2 separate regions of the Sus scrofa genome follow, and region 1 is linked to region 2. A link is a contact called in public Hi-C data. All regions are on one chromosome and are shown on one strand. The core of a region is the stretch at or near the end of the contact, and the rest is flanking DNA. Distances in the headings are between cores, read along the strand shown. Region 1 overlaps LOC100513542 (serine/threonine-protein phosphatase 5). Region 2 holds the start of HIF3A (hypoxia-inducible factor 3-alpha).

Region 1 (4,705 bases), core at 696-3,195, 49 kb before region 2:
CTGGGAGGGTGGGAAGTGGGGCCGGGCTCCCAGGCACGGGGCAGACACGGCTCTGGACACACAGGTTGAGAGGGGGACGGAGTGAGAGAAGCGTCCTCCCCTGGCCGGGGCCTCTCATGGCCGCTCCTTCCGCTCAGGTCAGCTCCCAGGCCCTCTCGGTGCCCTCCCCGTCTACCGCGGCCCCTCCCTGCCAGGACGTGACCGCGCTCAGCACTGTGAGCTGACGAGTCCATCCTCTCCCCACCGGGACACCAGCCCCTCGAGGGCAGGGACAGGTCTGTCCACAGCTGCATCCCCAGGGCCTACACCAGCGTCTGGCACCCAGGAGGTGCCCAACAGTCATCTGCGGAATGAATGACTCATCTGAGTGCCTAGGGGACCTAAGGACAAATCAGACATGGAAGGTCCACAACAGGTGGGTGCAGCTGTGGGTGGCAGGGTGGGCAGTACAGCAGGGAAGCTCGCTGGACCTGGGGGCCTGCAGCCCCAGCTCTGGACTGTGGAGTCCCCAGGTGCGCAGGCAGAGGAGCAACAGACGGTGCGTGAGCCCCACGGCCCCCAGGCCCCAGCATGCAGGGGAATGGAAGGTCCAGGCCAGGATGTGCAATGTTCTGGGTAGGGCACGGAGAGCGCACCCAGACCCTACTCACTCATGCTCTCGATGTCGAGTGAGTCCACGACGGAGCGCTTGTGCTCATCACCTGCAATGGCCCGCTCGAAGGCTTTCTGCTTCACGATCTTGTTGCATTCCTGGTACTTCATCTTGGCGTCCTTGTCGTGGGGCTTCACCTTCACCACCTGGGTGTGTGGGTGGGTGAGAGGGGAAGGAAGGGAACAGGTATCAACGCCCAGGCCGAGGTCGGGCAAAGGAGCCTCAAGGAGACAGACGCCATGGCCATCTTTGGCCTGCCTGGCCCCAGGCTCCACCAACGTGGAGCAGAGTGGCTGGGCCACCGGGTACCAGGGATACAAGCTTGGGCTCAGCCTCTAGGCCTCGGTTTCTGCACCCCCAAAGTGGGCCTGACGGAGCTGCCAACACAGGGCTGCTGAGAAGGTAAACATGTTAACCCACACAGACACTCATAATAAATCTCAGCTCTGACCACCATCAACTGGCCACTGGAGGCACGCGTCCAGCTCCAGCTTCCTCGCTGGAACCAGGGTGGGCCGAGGCACAGTTCATGATGTTATTTCCAAGGTGGGTGGGATTGAGAGGAAAGCAGGGGCTGATCCAAAGTCTCTGTTAACAGCCCAGACTCATCTGAAGAGGCAATGACTTGCCGGGGAACCTGGACTCCATGATCCTCAGTTTTCTCATCCACAAAATGCAGACACGACAGGCTCCACCTGCCAGGGCTGTTGGGAGGCTAAGTAATGAACACAGGGCCTGGCGGGCAGCCTGGGTGGGCGAGCAGCAGCCGGCACCCAGTGGTGGCAAGGCCCTCATTCAACTTTGGGCTTTGCGGGAGGTGGGGAGGGACCCAGGGCAAATGAGCCCCTGAGTTTTCTCTTCTGAAGGAAGGTAGAGACTGGGTCACAGATCCAGGACTCGTGGGTTCCAATCTCAGCTCTGCAATCATCAGGAGCGTGACCTGGGCAATGAGTTTGCCTGCGACCCCGTCCCCCTCAGCGGGCAGCTGAGAGGACTGAGTGAGTGCACGCAGCGGGGCCGGGCAAGAGTCAACTCCACATGCTCACATGCTGCCCTCCTCGGCCGCCATTCATAGGCTGCTGTGCGGATTAAATGAGATCACACGCACTGAGCCCCAGACCTCAGGACACGCTTAGTTCTCAGTAAAAGGAGCCGGCGCTGTCCCTCCCTTCTACGTTGCTTCCTACAAACTCTACTCCTCCAAGCTCAGAAGCAGGCAGGCCTGCACGCAGAGCCCGGCTCTGCCCCTCACTTGCTGTGTGACCTTGGGCAAGTGAGTTCACTCCGAGACGCCCTTTAGCTACTGTCAGTGCGATTAGGAGTGGACCCTGGCTGACCTGCCCATCCTGCTGGCCTCCCTAGGTGTGGGCCCCCTCAGCTCCTGCTCCCCACAGCGGGCAGGAAGGGCTGCCAGGGCTGCCATGTCCCTGGTGGAAAGAGACCACCAGAAAGGGTCAGAAGCCCGGACAAAGGCACTTGCTGATCCCCGAGGGTCAATGGGGCTCCCCCACCCCCCAGAATGGGTATGCAGGCCAGGTGGGGTGGCAGGGAGCTGGGTCTGGGCAGGCTCAGGCTAGGGCACCCTGCCAGGCAGCTCCACCTGGGGTGGGGGCACCGTGCCAGGCTTAGGAGAAAAGCAGCACCAGGCATTCCCTGGAGTCCTTCCCAACGAGGAGAGGTTATAGTCCACACCCCAGGATAAAGTCCAAGCCACCCTCTGTTTGCTCAGCACTACCAGCCAGACCAAACTCACAAGTCCCCAAAGGGGCCAGCTCCCGCTCACCTCCAGGCCTCGTACAGGCTTGGCCCAGAGCACACTTCCACCTCCAGCTCCTTTCTAGCTCCTGCTCCTCTTCCGGCTCTCAGCTCCCTCATGTGCAACCACTGCCCCCATCCGCCAGGCTGCGTCAGGTACCCCCTCGGGGCTCCCCAGCAGGCCGAGTACTGCAGGAACCTGCCTCCCCACTGGAAGGTGGCTGGGAGGCGGGAGCTGAGGCTGAGTCCCAGATGTCAACAAACGTCCTGACTGGACAAGGACGACCCCGCCACCCCAAGCATCTCCTCTGAGCCCCTGCCGGGTTCTCAGACAACACTACGCTGCCGGGACTAAAGGAGCTGGGGCAGTAACAGCAGCGGCAAGCGTACCCAGTGCAGTGCTTACTATGCGTCTGAGGGTGTAAGCAACTGCCCTGCTCACTTGATCGTCAGAGCAGCGCTACGTGGTGTGATCACAATCTCCACTGGACAGATAAGGAAACTGAGGCCCAGAGAGGCAAAGACACTGATCTAAGAAGCCAGCGTTTGGTTCTCTCCCTGCATAAGATTGTGACTCCCGCCATGCACGCTGGGACGTGCTCACCTCCCTACTCTCGGCCATCGTCCCCACAGCGCCCTGCACCCCTTCAGGGAGACGCTGGTCATGGTCAGAGTGCAGGCAGCCCCACCTCTCTGGCCTCCCTCAGCATCTAGAAAGCAAGGAGGGTGCCAGCAATCCTGGGGTGGGGGGGGTAATGTGACAACTTAACATCGGGCCCCGGAGTTCCTGTCGTGGCGTAGCAGAGATGAATCCAACTAGAAACCATGAGGTTGCAGGTTCGATCCCTGGCCTTGCTCAGTGGGTGAAGGATCCGGCATTGCCGTGAGCTGTGGTGTAGGTCGCAGATGTGGCTCGGATCTGACGTTGCTATGGCTGTGGCGTAGGCCGGCGGCTATAGCTCTGATTAGACCCCTAGCCTGGGAACCTCCATATGCTGCAGGAGCGGCCCTAGAAAAGACAAAAAAACCAAAAAAAAAAACAAAAAACAAAAAACCCAACAAAGTGGGATCTAGGCCATGTCCGTGTCAGTATCTGACTATGGTATTTTCGTAATGATGCCAGTTATGTCAGTGGGGAAACTGGGAGAATGGGACCTCTATATTACTTCTTATAACTCCGAGTGAAGCTATGGCACTCTCAAAATTAAAAGCTGTTTTCAAAAAGGAGCCTTTTCAGCTGGGAGTACTAATGGGCAGTAACTACAGTGCTCCAACCGACAAAACGCTAACACAGGCTCAACATCCCCATGTGAAGCCATGGGGGCTGCGTGTACTGGGGAACTGGGAACTGCCCGGATTTCAGAAAGGTGACACGGTGCCAGGGCTGTATGTTATGTGACGCCCCCAGTGGACCAGGTGGCACCTGGAGACTACACACCCTTCTGTTTCTGCAGCAAAACCTCCAATTGCACCACCTGGGAGCATTCAAGACCATTGACAGCCTCCTATTTTAAGTCCAGGTCAGCTTTCATCACCAAACGAGTTGACTGAACTTACCAGACTGTTTTTTCAAACAGTTGGGTTTAGAACTGAGGTGAGGGACTAGAGACCAGCAGCAAAAACCAGGTCCCTCACCAAGTGCTCCTGACCTCTGGGTGACATGACAACATGTGGCGGGCCATTATGATTATTTTCTTTCGGGGGGCAGGGCACACCCGCCAGCACATGAAGGTTCCCAGGCTAGGGGTCGAATCGGAGCTGCAGCTGCCGGCCTACACCACAGCCACAGCACCACCGGATCAAACTCGCACCCTCACAGACACCAGGCGGGTTCTTAGCCCGTTGAGCCACAGCAGGAATTCCATGATTATTTCCAGTGCAGAGGTGACAGGACATAGCCCAGGCAGGGGCTGTGCCTGCCAGAGGCACAGGGACAGCTGAGGCCAGCCAGGTGCTCGGGGCAGGCAGTGGAGGCACGACACTTGGGTCTGCACCCCACAAGTGGAAAAACTCGAGTGAACTCATTTAGGAAGTCACACCAACACTCCTTTCACAATAAAACAGAAGCAAGACACTGAGCTAAGGGCAAGTAATAGGCTGAGAAATTCTGGCCACTGCTTATGTCCAGTGGTCAGGAGCCTGACTCTGGGACCGGGCTGTCTCTGCCTGGCTGTGGGACCTCAGGGGAGGGACCTACTCCTGGGCTGCGGCTTTCTCACCTGTCAATCAGGGATAGTAACAGGCCCCATTTCTGGGGTTGTCATGAAGATCACATGAGTTTTCAGAGTGCGAAGGCCA
Region 2 (4,930 bases), core at 2,182-4,681:
ACATTCCGTCCTCCTGTCCCGTTCTGCTCCAGCCCTGTTTGTCTTCCTGCCCAGAGGGTGGGGGTGGGTGGGCCTCCCTGAGCTGGGGGCCCAGGCCCAGGGAACAGGGGGTGGGAAGAGGAATGGGGTGGGGGTGGGGTTGGCCCCCCACCTCCTGGGCAGCTGGGCTCTATAATCCTCTCCATGGCCCAGTGCCTGCTCCCTCCATAGAAGGAGTAGCTAGTGGCTGCGGAGGGACCCTCCTTCTAGCTCCCAGCCAGTTCTCCAGAGGTTCTTCTGACAGGAAGTGTGGGCCTCTTGCTTGCCTCACAGATGATCTAGCCTTTCTCTTTAAACAGAGTAGTGGCTGGTTCCTCCAGTTCGAGGGTTCCAATCTCCACTCTGGCACTTACTTATTAGCTGTGTGACTTCAGACAAGTTGCACAGCCTCTCTGAGCCTAATAACCACACAAACTCACAGGGTTGTTGTCAAGGTTCAGTGAATATACATTAAAGGCTTGGTACCAGGCCTGGCCATTGGCTAGTGCTGTATAAAGCTTTTGTCCACATCAGGTGTGGAAGGTTTAGGAGCCTCCTAGGCACTAGAGAAACCCTTGGGCTTCCGTGGTAACCCCACAGGGTGTGTGTGTGTGTGATTGTGAAAAGAAGACTAAATCATAGTGACAGCAATAATAAGGAACGCTCTGCTGTACTGGACACTTGCGAGCTTGGAGACCCCATTAAATCCTTGGAGTAACTCTATGAACCAGGAAAGGCGAGCTCCCTTTTATAGAGTCAGAAACGGAGGCTCTAAGCACTGGCATTAATCCGGCCCAAAGAACCTAGGTAGTCATCCTGGGGCCCTCGGCCAATGTGCAACAACGCTCACCGCGTCTGTCGGTCCCACCACGTACCTGCTTCTGCCCAGAACTTGGTTTGACTTGTGCACAGTTTACTGCCCACCTCTGAGGTGGCCCACCCCTAAGATCCGTCCCCTCACTGCTCCTTATCTTGCTCTGGTGCAGGGGCCGAGGTCGGGGGGCATAACCCTCACTGCCCAGGCTAGGAAACTGACTGAGCCTCAAAGGGCAATCGCCCGCACAAAGCCGCACAGCCAGGAAGTGGGTGAGCGGCGATGTGAACCCTGACTTTGGGCCTGTGTTCTTAAATGCCATGCCTTGGTGGGCGTGCCACTCGAAGGACCCCTGTCCTGCCCCTTCTCTGCCCAGTGGTCCCAGTCCTTTCCCCTTGTCCCACCCCACTGCCTCCGGATTTCCCCAGCTGGCCACTCTCCACAGCTGGCTCCCTGCCGGCCCTGGTCCAGCCCCTTGGCACTCTGCCCAGGTTGGGACGTGCAGCTGGAACCCTGCCACCCTTCCTCTGTGTTCCAGCAGAGAACAGGGGGCGGGGCCAGGCTGGGAGGCCCCACGGTAGGGTCTGGGAACGGGGACAGAGGCCTGGTGCCCCCCCAACCCCAGCCAAGAGAGGGAGAAGCCCACTTCTTCCCCACCCTGAAGAACTTGCCCCCAGGAGCAAAGGCACGGAGAAAGCGGGACACCCTCCCTCACATTCAGCGCTGCCCCTGGACCTCTCTCTTCTGACACTCAGCTGGATATTGGGGGTCTTACAGAGAGTGCAGAAGTTGGGGGGGTGTTTAGGTTGAAATCCATGCAGAGATGCCTCTTGGATTGCCCTGAGGTGATCTGAGAGACCCAAGGGGCCAGAGCCAGAGTCTGGATTTGAGAAGGGACTTGGGGTTGGGGGGAGTCTCTCTACCCCTGACTCTGTTAATTCCCAAGGACATGGTAATCCAGGGAGGGGCCTGTGCCCGAGGTCCTATGTTCTCCAGGAACCCTCTGACCTGGGGACGCCTGGGGCTGAGTGCCCATCAGGGATCCCCCGAGAAGCATCCTTGCCTGAGGTGGGGTGGCATAAGGCCACGCTGGAAGAAGGGATGGGGGTAAGGGAGTATGGGGGGGCCCCACTCACCATCACCCAGACCCTGTTTGGCCTACGTGCCATCCTGGGGGTGCAGGAGGGGATGGAGTGTGTCCGGGATCGGGGTGCGAGTTATGAATGGGAGGTGCGTGGGCTCGGATGACACCACAGGAAAGGGCTGGCCTTGGATGGGGAGGGGGGCGCGCCCCAGCTCAGCTAAGAGGGGCCCCCACCCGACCAGGAGGGGGTGCTGGAAGGGGCTGGGCCAGGGCTGGCCCAGAAAGGGTGGGATAGAGTTCCCTGGCAGGCCCAGAGCCAGAGACTGGAATAGAATTGGTGGTGGGGGGGAATAGATGTGGGGTTAGAAAACATGGAAGTGTGGACGGATCCAATCAGACCTGCAAAGCCAGGGAGGAGGGGAAGGGGTGAGGCTTCCTGGACGCCTCAGATTAGATGGGGGAAACCTAAGGGTCAGGGACATTTTCCCGGGTCCCATGAAAACATGACCAGAGAGGACCCCTTGACAGTGGCCCTAGAGCACCAGTCTGTGCTGCCCCAGCAGATCTGCACCTGCTGGCGAGGGAACACAGAAACCCACCCCCTGCTCAGGGTGACCCCACCTGGGCCCGTGGCAAGGGGCGCTCCCATCACAGCTGGACCTGAATCAGGCTGGGCACCTCTCTGGGGTCTTCCCAAAATAAGGCTTGGGTGCCCCTTCCCAGCCTCTCAGGGACTACGTGGGGGTGGATGAGTGAGATAAGAGATTGGACCTTGATAACTGGGTCAGGTTGTTTTCCTGGTATTAAAGGGGTGACCCCACCTTCCAAAGGATACAAAAAGGCCCCTGGGAAGGGTCCCAGGTGGCTTCTGAAAGGTGACCCCCTCTGCCTAGTTCTAGGGAACCTAAGGTTTGGAAGACTATGTCAGGGAGGGTCCAATTAAAGGGGATTTCGCTTCCTAGAGACTATATCTGGGAAGGCTCAATTTGGAGACACCTCGTATCCCCTAGGATCCCACGGGTCTGGTGGCAACGAACAACTTCACTTCTGGGGGGTCAGGGGCCAGATGGTCAATATGCGGACGGAAAATACCTCCTGCAGAAACCGGGAACTGCTCAAACGCAACCACCCCCAACTCTGTGGGGACCCCGAGTTTCACCCCCTACGAGGAGGGGAAGCGAACCCGGAGCAGCAGGAAATCAAGGATTAGACCCCGAAGTCGCCCTAGGCTAGAGGGGCGTGGCAGCAGGGGACTTGGGGAAATGCCCCCACCCGGCAATCCCTTAGGGTGGAGGGGGAGGCGGGGATGTACCTCCAACCGCGCGTCCGAGGGCGCCCTAGGCTCGCACTCACGTCTTCCCCACCCGGCTCAGGGGGTCGCTGCAAGAAGAGCCCCCCAATTCCTAACATTCCTGCCCCCCAAGGCCCAGTACCTTGCGCGCTGTAGCCCCAGCGCCATGGCTCGCCACTCGCCGCTCTGGAGCCCTTCGAGGCCCCCAGCCCCCTCCCCTGGCCCGCGAGCCCCCTCCCCAGCTCCGCCCCCCGACGCGCGGTTGGCTGCGCCGCGCCAGGCCCGCGGCTCTAATTGGGCGAGCGGCCTGTCACTTCCAAGAAAGAGGCGGGACCAGAGACGAAGACTTGGAACTCCGGAGTGTGTGTATATGGGGGGGCGGGTACCATGGAATACACACACCCCCGCCAGCCACACCCGTGGCCGCGGACTTCTCGGCAGTGTATCCCTCACCACGCACGGGCCGAGGGCCGAGACTTCTGGCCCAGGCTCTCTCGCCAAGTTCGGACACCAATACTCTTCGGAATCCACCAAGTTCACTCTGTTCCTTACACCCCAGGCCCCGCCCTCTGACTCCCACTCCCATCCCTCTATTTCCCACCCCGGCTGGGCCCCTCCGACCTCCCAGCCCAACCCCTCAGTAGCCCAGTTCTGCCTCCTTTAGCTTCTCTTCCCAGTCCGCTGAGACCCCCCGCTTTTCTCCTCCGCCCCCAACTCCCCGCCCCAGCCCAGCTCTACAATCCCCGCCCCCTCTACCCCCAGCGTTCCCTCTTCGTCCCCGGCCCCTTCCTTCCACCCTCATCTCTCCTCTGGTGCCCACTCCCTCCGGCCCCAGCTCCTCCGGTCTGGCACCCTCTGTACCCCAGCCCCACCTCCTTGCCTCTCCCTTTTCAGGTTCCCATTGTGTTGAGTGATTAACTTTATGTCAAGTAAACATGTCAAAGTTAATCACAGCCACTTTTAAGAAGAGCAGAGAAATGCTGACTTTCTATCAGCGAAGTAAGAAGTGAAAGGCACAATGTCACCAAGGAGTGGCCAAAGGATTACAACTGGATAAGAAGCAGGAGGGTGTGTGTGTGTGTGTGTGTGTGTGTGTGTGTGTGTGTGTGGTGTGTGGTGTGTGGGTGTGTGTGTGGGTGTGTGTAGTGGGGCACTTATCCAAAGAGGATCAATATTCTCTCTTTTTTTTTTGGCTGCACCTGTGGCACATGGAAGTTCTGGGACCAGGGATGGAACCCCTGCTGGCATTCCGACCTGCGCCACAGCTGCAGCAACGCTAGATCCTTAACTCTCTGTGTCACATGGGAACTTCCAAAGACTTCTGCATCAGTATTCTGGATGCAGTTTGGGGCACGGAAGAGGACACTCTAGCAGAGTCTGTGGTTGTTGCCCACCCTGGCATCCTACTCAGTTTTCTTTGGGGAAACCACTTCTCTCCCCTCTCATTCTATTTAATTTGAAGATGGCTGGCCATACCCCTCCCCTCACCAGCTCCAGGGACTAGACCTCTTCAGGTTATTCTCTTCCCCTGATCACAGGGATTGGTTCCAGGAAGGCATGTGCCCTAACCTGGTCCAGTGAGAAGCAACCCTGAGACATTTGCTGCAACTACCACGAAAGAGGTTCTCTTTCTGCTGGAGTTGCCAAGCGGGTGGGATATGTGACTGGGGCTGATATGAATGAGAGGCTTGAATTAGAAAGGGCTGCAGGGAAGCAGTGTCCT

The links. A called contact is a pair of places that touch in the nucleus more often than the background predicts.
Region 1: a Hi-C map of liver shows a contact between it and region 2, with 1.9 times the contacts expected there. The contact joins the enhancer-like site here to the promoter of HIF3A in region 2. A contact is called at or near these places in 1 of 5 promoter capture datasets (fetal liver), 11 of 47 Hi-C or Micro-C datasets (alveolar macrophages, blood, fetal heart ventricle and 5 more) and 1 of 2 datasets of contacts at active chromatin or transcription factors (skeletal muscle).

What each region holds. Positions count from the first base shown.
Region 1 is chr6:52,388,816-52,393,520 of Sscrofa11.1, reverse strand. It overlaps LOC100513542 (serine/threonine-protein phosphatase 5), which reads right to left. Exons shown (of 13, transcript XM_003127234.6): 3 at 651-798. Among named protein-coding and RNA genes, the nearest start is that of PNMA8A, 38 kb to the left of the region's middle. Within about 2 kb of position 1,945, at least 17 of the 83 cell types and tissues checked have an H3K27ac peak or open chromatin away from gene starts, as enhancers often do. A contact at or near this core is called in fetal liver, liver and omental adipose tissue, where this site is marked.
Region 2 is chr6:52,341,394-52,346,323 of Sscrofa11.1, reverse strand. It overlaps HIF3A (hypoxia-inducible factor 3-alpha), which reads right to left and starts at 3,431. Exons shown (of 15, transcript XM_021094603.1): 1 at 3,350-3,431. The coding sequence starts at 3,375.